Regions from separate parts of the Zea mays genome. Here region 1 is linked to region 2. Evidence: chromatin contacts called from public Hi-C data. All regions are on one chromosome and are shown on one strand. Each heading gives the region's core, a stretch centred on a gene start, on an enhancer-like site or on the middle of the called end of the contact. The rest is flanking DNA. Distances are from core to core; before and after follow the strand shown. Region 1 holds the start of LOC100304222 (Calmodulin-binding receptor-like cytoplasmic kinase 3). Region 2 overlaps LOC100272722.

The links. A called contact is a pair of places that touch in the nucleus more often than the background predicts.
Region 1: a contact with region 2 is called in a Hi-C map of leaf mesophyll, with 3 times the contacts expected there. The contact joins the promoter of LOC100304222 here to the enhancer-like site in region 2. A contact is called at or near these places in 2 of 25 Hi-C or Micro-C datasets (leaf and leaf mesophyll).

Annotation. Positions count from the first base shown.
Region 1 is chr1:109,468,911-109,473,196 of Zm-B73-REFERENCE-NAM-5.0, forward strand. It overlaps LOC100304222 (Calmodulin-binding receptor-like cytoplasmic kinase 3), which reads right to left and starts at 1,442. Exons shown (of 8, transcript NM_001328350.1): 1 at 1,172-1,442; 2 at 730-1,051. The coding sequence starts at 1,036.
Region 2 is chr1:108,948,596-108,952,774 of Zm-B73-REFERENCE-NAM-5.0, forward strand. It overlaps LOC100272722, which reads left to right. Exons shown (of 24, transcript NM_001360107.1): 15 at 1-86; 16 at 203-276; 17 at 360-437; 18 at 892-963; 19 at 1,052-1,157; 20 at 1,235-1,298; 21 at 1,492-1,620; 22 at 1,722-1,839; 23 at 2,177-2,253; 24 at 2,342-2,935. The coding sequence ends at 2,747. Among protein-coding and RNA genes, the nearest start is that of LOC103644846, 17 kb to the right of the region's middle. Within about 2 kb of position 2,641, at least 19 of the 20 cell types and tissues checked have an H3K27ac peak or open chromatin away from gene starts, as enhancers often do. A contact at or near this core is called in leaf and leaf mesophyll, where this site is marked.

The sequences.
Region 1 (4,286 bases), core at 192-2,691, 520 kb after region 2:
TATATTTATACTATTGTCTGGATTTGCAAGCCAATAATTTTGGAGCTTCATTTCCGTGTCGTGGAATCCAACACGATGTGCTGCACCGATTCGGAGTTTAGGATAGCTCGGGAAACAAAAGGTATTACTTGCATTAAACAAAAAAAATATAGAAGGGACATAAAATATTGGAGTAAGACTTTGCCTAATTTTACTTCTATATCTTTTTCTATTTGGATTAGGATTAGGATTCAGTTTACTTAGGATCAGATGAATCTATTTAAATTAGAAGTCCTAGCTTTTAAGAACATGTGTCTAAGTCATACATAATTTAGACGCTAATAGGTAGATTCATCTATTTTCTACTTCAATCTTTTTCTACTTGGATTCAGCTTACTCAGGATCAGAGCGATCTATTTGGATTGGGATTCTAGCTATCTTAAGTTACTTTAAGGATCTGTGTCCAAGTCGTGCCTATGTCATATAATAAAACAGGAGCCATAGACACATACCAGTGACAGTTTCCACATTCATGAAATTAGTTATGGGAAGACGGACAAAACAATGAGCAGAAATTTTGGCTCTTCAATATTAGGTATATAGATATAGATATAGATAGATGTATGAAATAAGTCAAGTAACTGATGCAGGTATGAACACCAATTTGAACTGTTATTGTCCTACAGCGCAGCAACAATTGTCCAATCCTTATCTGATTTAGCAACTAGGAGCAAATAAGAACCAACATACCATGGCTCTTTTCGCTCCCTTCACCACAGTACTGCTTTACGGCACTCCTCCACGCATCTGAAAGGTTGCTGCAGCGGAGGCATCCACTGCCAAAGTAGAAGCCGAGCTTCTGGCAGGCAAAAACGCGATCTTGCATCAGAACCCCATTGACCGACAGGTTAAGGAGGCCATCAGAAGCATCGAAGATGACAAGCTGATCATCTCCACAAGCAGCTCCTGCAAGGGTTAGCTCCGACGACGAAGCAGAAGCCAGAGGCGAGCAGCACAGGATGAAGATGAGAGCTTGGAGAAGAGCCAAAGGAGACATCGATGCGCGGCGGATCTAGTAAAGGCATCCAAAAAAGTTTGCAAAAAGTTAGAAGTTGGTAGGCATCGAATAGCTAAATAGCTTGAGGTTAGAGTTTCGCACAGCGGACGTGGAAGGGAAGGGGTGTGGAAATACCTGGTGGGCGCTCTTCGCCGGAGAAGAGATCGGCGAAGGCTCGGGAACCCAGCGTAGGGCGGCGGCTGCGGTATCACACCCAGTCGTCGCAGATAGAGAGGGAGACAGAAAGAGAGAGCACACGCGGCGTGAATATGACAGATGCCGCGGCGGCGGCTGCTGCCGTCCAACTAGACCCGATCTGGGAAGAGGGAGGATCGATCTGGACTGAGGCGCTGTATGCGATGCGAACCAGGCGACGGCGGCAGCGAACGGACAACACGAATAGAGGAAGGAGACGGGAACGAGAGGTAGTGGGCAGTTGGGAACTTGGGCATGAGATATTTGCTACTCTTGCCATTACAATAAAAAAACAGTAAGGGCCTGTTTGTTTACCGCCCAGATTATATAATCTGAATTAAATAATCCTAAGAGGCAAACAAACAGTCCAGCTTATTTGCCCAGATTATATAATCTAACCCCTTGGATTATGATAATCCATAAGCAAGTGAGGAGGTGCTTATTTCAGATTATTTTTTTCCCACTTCCCCACTACCCTTTCAAGTTTCCTAGAAATTACCCACCATTGTCATTATAATCCACCTAATCGTTTTTGCGCCTAGTACTAGTCAATTTGGAGATGAAGAAGGTGACATGAATGCCTTCCGTGATAATATTGCTAATGCAATATTTGCCAATGTCAATTGAATTATTTTTTTTCATATATGAGTTTCAACCTAGTACAAATATAGAGGGTATTCTTGTCTTCCTCATACAAAAGAATCCTATTAACAACTCAAATAATCTGGGTAAACAAACAGGACTACTCAGATTATATAATCCAGATTATATAATCCAGATTATATAATCCTCCAAAAATAATCCAGATTATATAATCCATGGGGGTAAACAAACAGGCCCTAAAGCTTGTACTCATAAGCACATCTATAAAGACAAGACTGTCGTTCAAACACCCCCTAGACTAACAAATAGGTGACTAATTATTAGTTAAATTTAGCTGAGTTAAACTAGCTAAAAAACTAACACCCTACCTAGAAATGAAACCTTTTCTAATAAATAAATTCCAAAAATAAATTATTTAGAATTCAATAACTAGAAAGTGATTAAATTCCATTTTTTATAGTTAAATAAGTAGTTAATAGTTAGCTAGATTATTAGTTGTGGTATTTAGATGCCTCATGCTAAATCTAATAGCTGAACTACTACCTCATATGTTTAAATGTCTACAGCTAACTATTGTATTTAAACAGGGCCTTATACTATAGATTAAATAGAGTTTAAAATATAATCAATATGAGAGGTCAAATCTGTGTAAGAATATTAATTATATACATTGTCGCTAAGACTTTTTTTTATATTTGATTCCAGATAATGTGTAGGATGTGCAATAATTGCTATCTAATACTGATAATATGTTTATCTTGGGATGGGAGGTAATACGTTAGAATTCGTATCGGCTGTATGCATACATTCTCGTAATGTCTATTGCAAGATTTGTGTACCCATGCACTTTATGAAATACTCTCTCCGAGTTTTTTATATGACACTATTCAGTTCAAAATTGAACTACCAGCGACATATACAAACCAACGGAGGTAGTAGCATCTAACATAAAAATGTTGTTTATATGTACCTTAACTTTTTTTCAATTATTATTTTTTATAAGCAGCTAGAGACGCCCAAAGTATTTCTTTTAACCTTCTACGGAGTCGCATGTTGAATTTAGTAGGAAATTTAGGTATAACTTAATCTATAAAGTAAAATAGTAAAATAGAGTAGCATGACATATGCATTCCGTATTAATAGGATTATGTTATTATCAGCTAAATCAAAGTTTACAACAGAGACAAACCCGCACGCAAGGTCTACTGAGCTGAAAAAACAAAAGGGACGAATATGTAGCGGGGCTAGCGTAGGCACCGGATGCGTTGTTTTATTTTGAACCGAAGAGTGGAGAATATTCTACGACAGTGCCTAAAATATATTTAAGGTCTTCTTCACTAATTCTACGGGATTCATATTGAAATGTATTAGGATATATTTTGACTTAATATATATTTAAATCGACTTAATATCACCCGATCTAAATGGGTTAAGGATGAAACGAACAAACTCTAAGTAAATAAGGTTACACATGTGTTAATAAATAATAGTCGGTTGCTCGTGCGTTGCGATGGCTTACAACAATAACTACGTAAACTATTCACCAAAAAAATTTAAGATTTTTTATTGATTGTCTCCGCTCTCTGTATAATATTTTTTTGATTTGGCTAACTGATATTATTGTTTACTCTATCCAATATGTCTTGATACAACACGACCAATGAAGTGAGCGATTATAATAGAGTTCACAACGACTGACTGAACGAACAGAGATTATAGAATGACATAATTCCACCATACAGAGACCAAATAAGAGAAAGTTTGTGAGCTCAAGTTTCTAAAGTAAGTCACATAAACTCAAACTTATAAAAAAGATATATCAAAACATGGAGTGGTTGCTAAAGTTAGGCGTCAATAAAAATTGGATGTGCTCTATATAAATTATGCTACTTCGTAGCAATTACTAACGTTTGAAACCAATAAATAATGTTTTATTTTACTGTTAGTGTGACAAATCATTGTTGCTCAATCTAATTCAGCAACTTCAAATACCATGAAGTTTGTGAGCTCAAGTTTCTAAAGTAAGTCACATAAACTCAAACTTATAAAAAAGATATATCAAAACATGGAGTGGTTGCTAAAGTTAGGCGTCAATAAAAATTGGATGTGCTCCATATAAATTATGCTACTTCGTAGCAATTACTAACGTTTGAAACCAATAAATAATGTTTCATTTTACTGTTAGTGTGACAAATCATTGTTGCTCAATCTAATTCAGCAACTTCAAATACCATGAAGTCCATTGCGCCAATGTGGTCTCAAAAAAGACCTAATACTTGCAAGAGCCAAAAACATCGTGTCGTGCTTGGGTTGTAGCCTCGGCCCGTAGTGCTAGCCCGGCCCGACACGATTATATTTTTTTATTTTACAAAAAAGTATATATATATATATACAATTTATATTCAATATTAAAAACATCTGAACATGATGTTCTACTTGTTAGATAGCTTCA
Region 2 (4,179 bases), core at 1,391-3,890:
GGCATGTCTTTATTCTAATCCTGAAGATATCGCTTTGATACCTGAATGTGTTTGGCAGAAGTTGGAAAACATGCAAACATCAACTGGTAAAATCTGTGATAATTGAATATTCAGATTTCTGAGGCAGCATATATAAATTTCATTGTATTACCTATACGATGTCCTGCTTGTTCAAGCTATTTTTTTTCTTGTTATGTACTAGGAGGTTTTGGATATATGGAGAAAGATCTCTGCCTAGCTCTGTGCCAACTAAAAAGTGAATCAGATGCTACAACTGTACTGCCCCTTCCCACCCCCTCTCCGGTACTTATGTACTGTAACATGTTTACCAAGTACCGACTTCAAATCTCTTCCATTAGGTTGCAAAAGTTCTTTCTGGATGTAATAGTCAACCAGTCAGCCCTGATTTCAAGAGCATCCGTGAATCAATCCTTCAGGTCAGTGTTTTGAATGATTATTATTATTTTTGGTCTTCTCCATCTGTATTGTCGCTTCTATTTCTACTTTATTGCACGGTTATCTGTTTCAGTTCATTACTTGATTTATATTCTCATTGTTGATCGTGCCTGCATATAAGACTCATTTTATATTTTGCTGACAGTTTCAATCTTTGTAATAACTGCACTTAGACTAAGTGTGCCCCCACAATTGTTAGTGTTTGGAACTTTTTGTTCATCTTTCTTTAAAGAAAATTCTTTCTAGCATAAGGAAACACTGACATGCTTGTATCTTTGTTCAAATTGATATTTTTTCTTGTATGCTTAATGAAATGGCAATGCAGCTCTCCTGTATCGTTCCAGGAAAAAAAGAAAGTTACTGAAGTCATATGGTGCTAATTTTATGCTTTAATTAGTACTGATCTATATAAATTTGCTATACTCATCTTGATAGGTGATGTCCTCTTTGAGTTCTATTGAAGCATACTTTGAGTTCTTCGCAGCCAGATCTGCACAAGAACATGAGGTGAGCAGTGCAACAGCCTTTCCTTTCTGGCATCATGTTTTGGATATCTTATTCAGAGTCCTAACACTTGATTAAATTTGTCACCAAGGAACTTGAAGAAGCTGAGATTGAATTGGAGCTTATTGAAAAAGAGAAGTCAGTTCCTAACTTTGTTGAGCATACCAATGATACGATGGTGCTTGCCATGCCATCATGTAAGCTCAATTACATGCAGGGTTCTCGTTAATGCTACATATTGCTATTTACATGTCTTATGCAATTTTGTTTACAGATGACCGTGATGGTAGTGAGGTTAATAAACGGCTCCAGCAAATCCGGGAAAATATTCGGTCCCTGTAAGTTTACCTATTGCACGGTCCTTCAAATTTACCGTTGTTCATTTTTTTACGAAATTCTTACAGTAGCAAGTTTGCTGTTGTATTGACTGCTATGTCGATCCAAGATATCCATGTTATCAAAACAGTTTACTTTAGATTTTAGAAGCATATTGAACTGTTAATATTCATTTGGTATGTTGTAATTTGACAGGGAAAGGTCTAGGCTGAAAGAGGAAATTACAGCGCGCAGACAAAAGAAGCTGCTTCTAAGACATGCCCGTGAAAAGTACCTAGAAGAGACACGCTCCAGGGAAACGGAGCTTATGCAAGAGCTCGACAGGTTTCTCCTTCTTAATATAATGATACACAGCGTATTCGAGAAAAAAAAGAGAGACAATAGAGTTGTTTATCCCTATTTCTTTTGTTTGTATGTCTTTGTAGGGAAAGAGCTCTCGAGATGGAACGTGAAGTAGAAAGGCAGCGTCAACTGGATATTGAGCGTGCAAAGTCTAGGGAACTGCAATTCAACATTGATTTGGAAAAAGAGAAACAAACTCAGGTACAAGGCAATTTATTCTTTCAAATTGTCATAATCTGTTAGTTTTGGAACATATACCGTTTTGCAATAAATCCTCCGTACATCCATTACTAAAAGAAACATAGTGGTAGCGCTAGTTAGAAAGCTATTTCAAGTGTCTTTTCCTGTGAAACAGCATTGGAAGTTTGAGTCACTTTCTTATTTATGACGTATGTGTTTATTGTTGTTATTGTTATTATTATTATTATGCACAGATTCTCTTGCTTGTGCTATGATTTGTGGAACCTGTGCGTGCATAGTATGTCCATGTCCTCAGTGACTCAAAGTATCATTGTTTTGTGACTGTTTCCATCTTTAGAGAGAGCTTCAACGCGAACTGGAGCAAGTCGAGTTGGGGCGGTCATCAAGGCGTGAGTTCTCTGCCAATCCCAACAGGTGTAGTCTGTGTAGTATGGTTAGAGACCGTATGTATTACTTTGGCCGTGCTCTATTCACACGCTGCGTTTACTTGCTCGTTCTGCAGCCGCTCCAGGGAGAGGTACCGCGAAAGGGATGGTGGAGGCAGAGCACAGCAGGAGGCGGGGAGCCTGAGGTCTTCGAGCAGCCGAGGCCAGGAGGGGGGCTCTGCCCAGGCGCCCGCACCGGCCGGGCCGGGCCCTACCGTCATGCTCGCCGGGTCAAGGACGTTCTCGGGGGCCAACCTTCCAACGATTCTGCAGCCTCGCGAGCGCGCTGCCGACGAGGACAGCGCTTGGGCCGAGGACGCTAGCAGCAACGGAGATCCTGAACTGGACGGCGTGAGGCCGCATGGGCCGCGAGGCAGCAGGTCATCCTCCTCTAGGCAGGTTGCGGAGAGGAGGGAGCGGGATGGCACTGCTGCCGGCACGGGCAGGAGAGAAGGGAAATGGGAGAGGAAGCAGCACCCGTGACTATTCCCTGCTTGTGTTGTGCCTAAGCCTAACGGAGGCTTCCTCAATCGCGTTGTAATTGTACTCGTATGGGCATTGGATCAGGTGGCTGCTTAGTCAACGGTACCGTGCATTGATAAAAAGGTTGGATCATCGTATGGGAACACTACCAATCAGCTGCCTGCTCAGTCAACAGCACCATTACCATCACACTCCGACTTTTGTCAGATCCCCTAAGGGTGTGTTCGGTTACACCAATCCAGAGGGGAGGATTTAAATCCCCTTCTAGTCATTTTGACTAAGAGGAGATTTAAACCCCTCCAATGATGACTAGAGGGGATTTAAACCCTTCCAATCTCTCTCTGGATTGGCCTAACCGAACAAGCCCAAAAGGCGCTCCATGGCCCACGCTCTCCCTTGGCTCTGTCGACTGCCCTCGTCCTAAGCACTAGCAGCCTGCTTAGGCTTTGTTGGGTTTGACGTGGATTGAGATGGATTAAAGAGATTAAATATTTTTTTATTTAAATTTGAATAAGAGAGGATTTAATTCCCTTTAGGGCGGCTTTGGATGCTGCATTCCCTCAGCCTCGGTAGGCCCTCAGGCGAATTGATCATGATGGGTCCTCTAGACTATAAAAATTCTATGATATACAATGGCGTAGATTAGCACTTCGTAGATAAATGATGATGTGCATTCCACCTTTGTGGTAGCACTTGGCTAAGTAATTAGAAAAACTAGTGTGAGTTAATCGGGACAAGCAAGGTGGAGGAGTACAGGTGTAGGGAGGTCCTCGGGTCGGATTGTCTTTTTAGCTTTTCGGACGAGGGATTCCTATATCGCCAGCGGGTTCTCTTCTCTAGTGGAACTTTGGAAAGGCCTCGTAGTGCTACTCTGTCTCGCTTTCTCGGTAGAGGTGTATGTGAATCATGGCCACGTGGCAGATGGGTATCACAGCTTGTGGGTAAAGATGTGCAATCTTTGTAGAGTGTAAAACTGATATATTAGCTGTGTTTATGGTCAAGAGCGACTCAGAACTCTTGTATGATTAACTTAATGAATTAATATGTCATTTGATTGCACAATAGAATTTATTATAATTGTGATATCTTATTATAATTGGTATGGGAACAGAAGCAACAAATTCTGTAGGCTCTTCACCTACAACAACATGGGTTCGAAAACCCTAAGTACGAAGTGTACTTTCGCAAGTCTTACCCGACCAAAGAAAAGACTCTCAAAGATATGCTGGCCTTTAGTCAAGGTAAGGTTTAGCAAGAACCAATGACTCAGTTTGCACAAAGCTTACTAAAGTTGGTCCTTACGAATTCTTTTTACTTATCAAGTTAAGTAGTTTCCTGAATCTAGATCTTTCCTAATCTAGATCAAGCACTTGGCCTACACTAGCCATCTTTTATCAGACCCTGAGTTTACTTGTCACTACAGTGTAGGTCA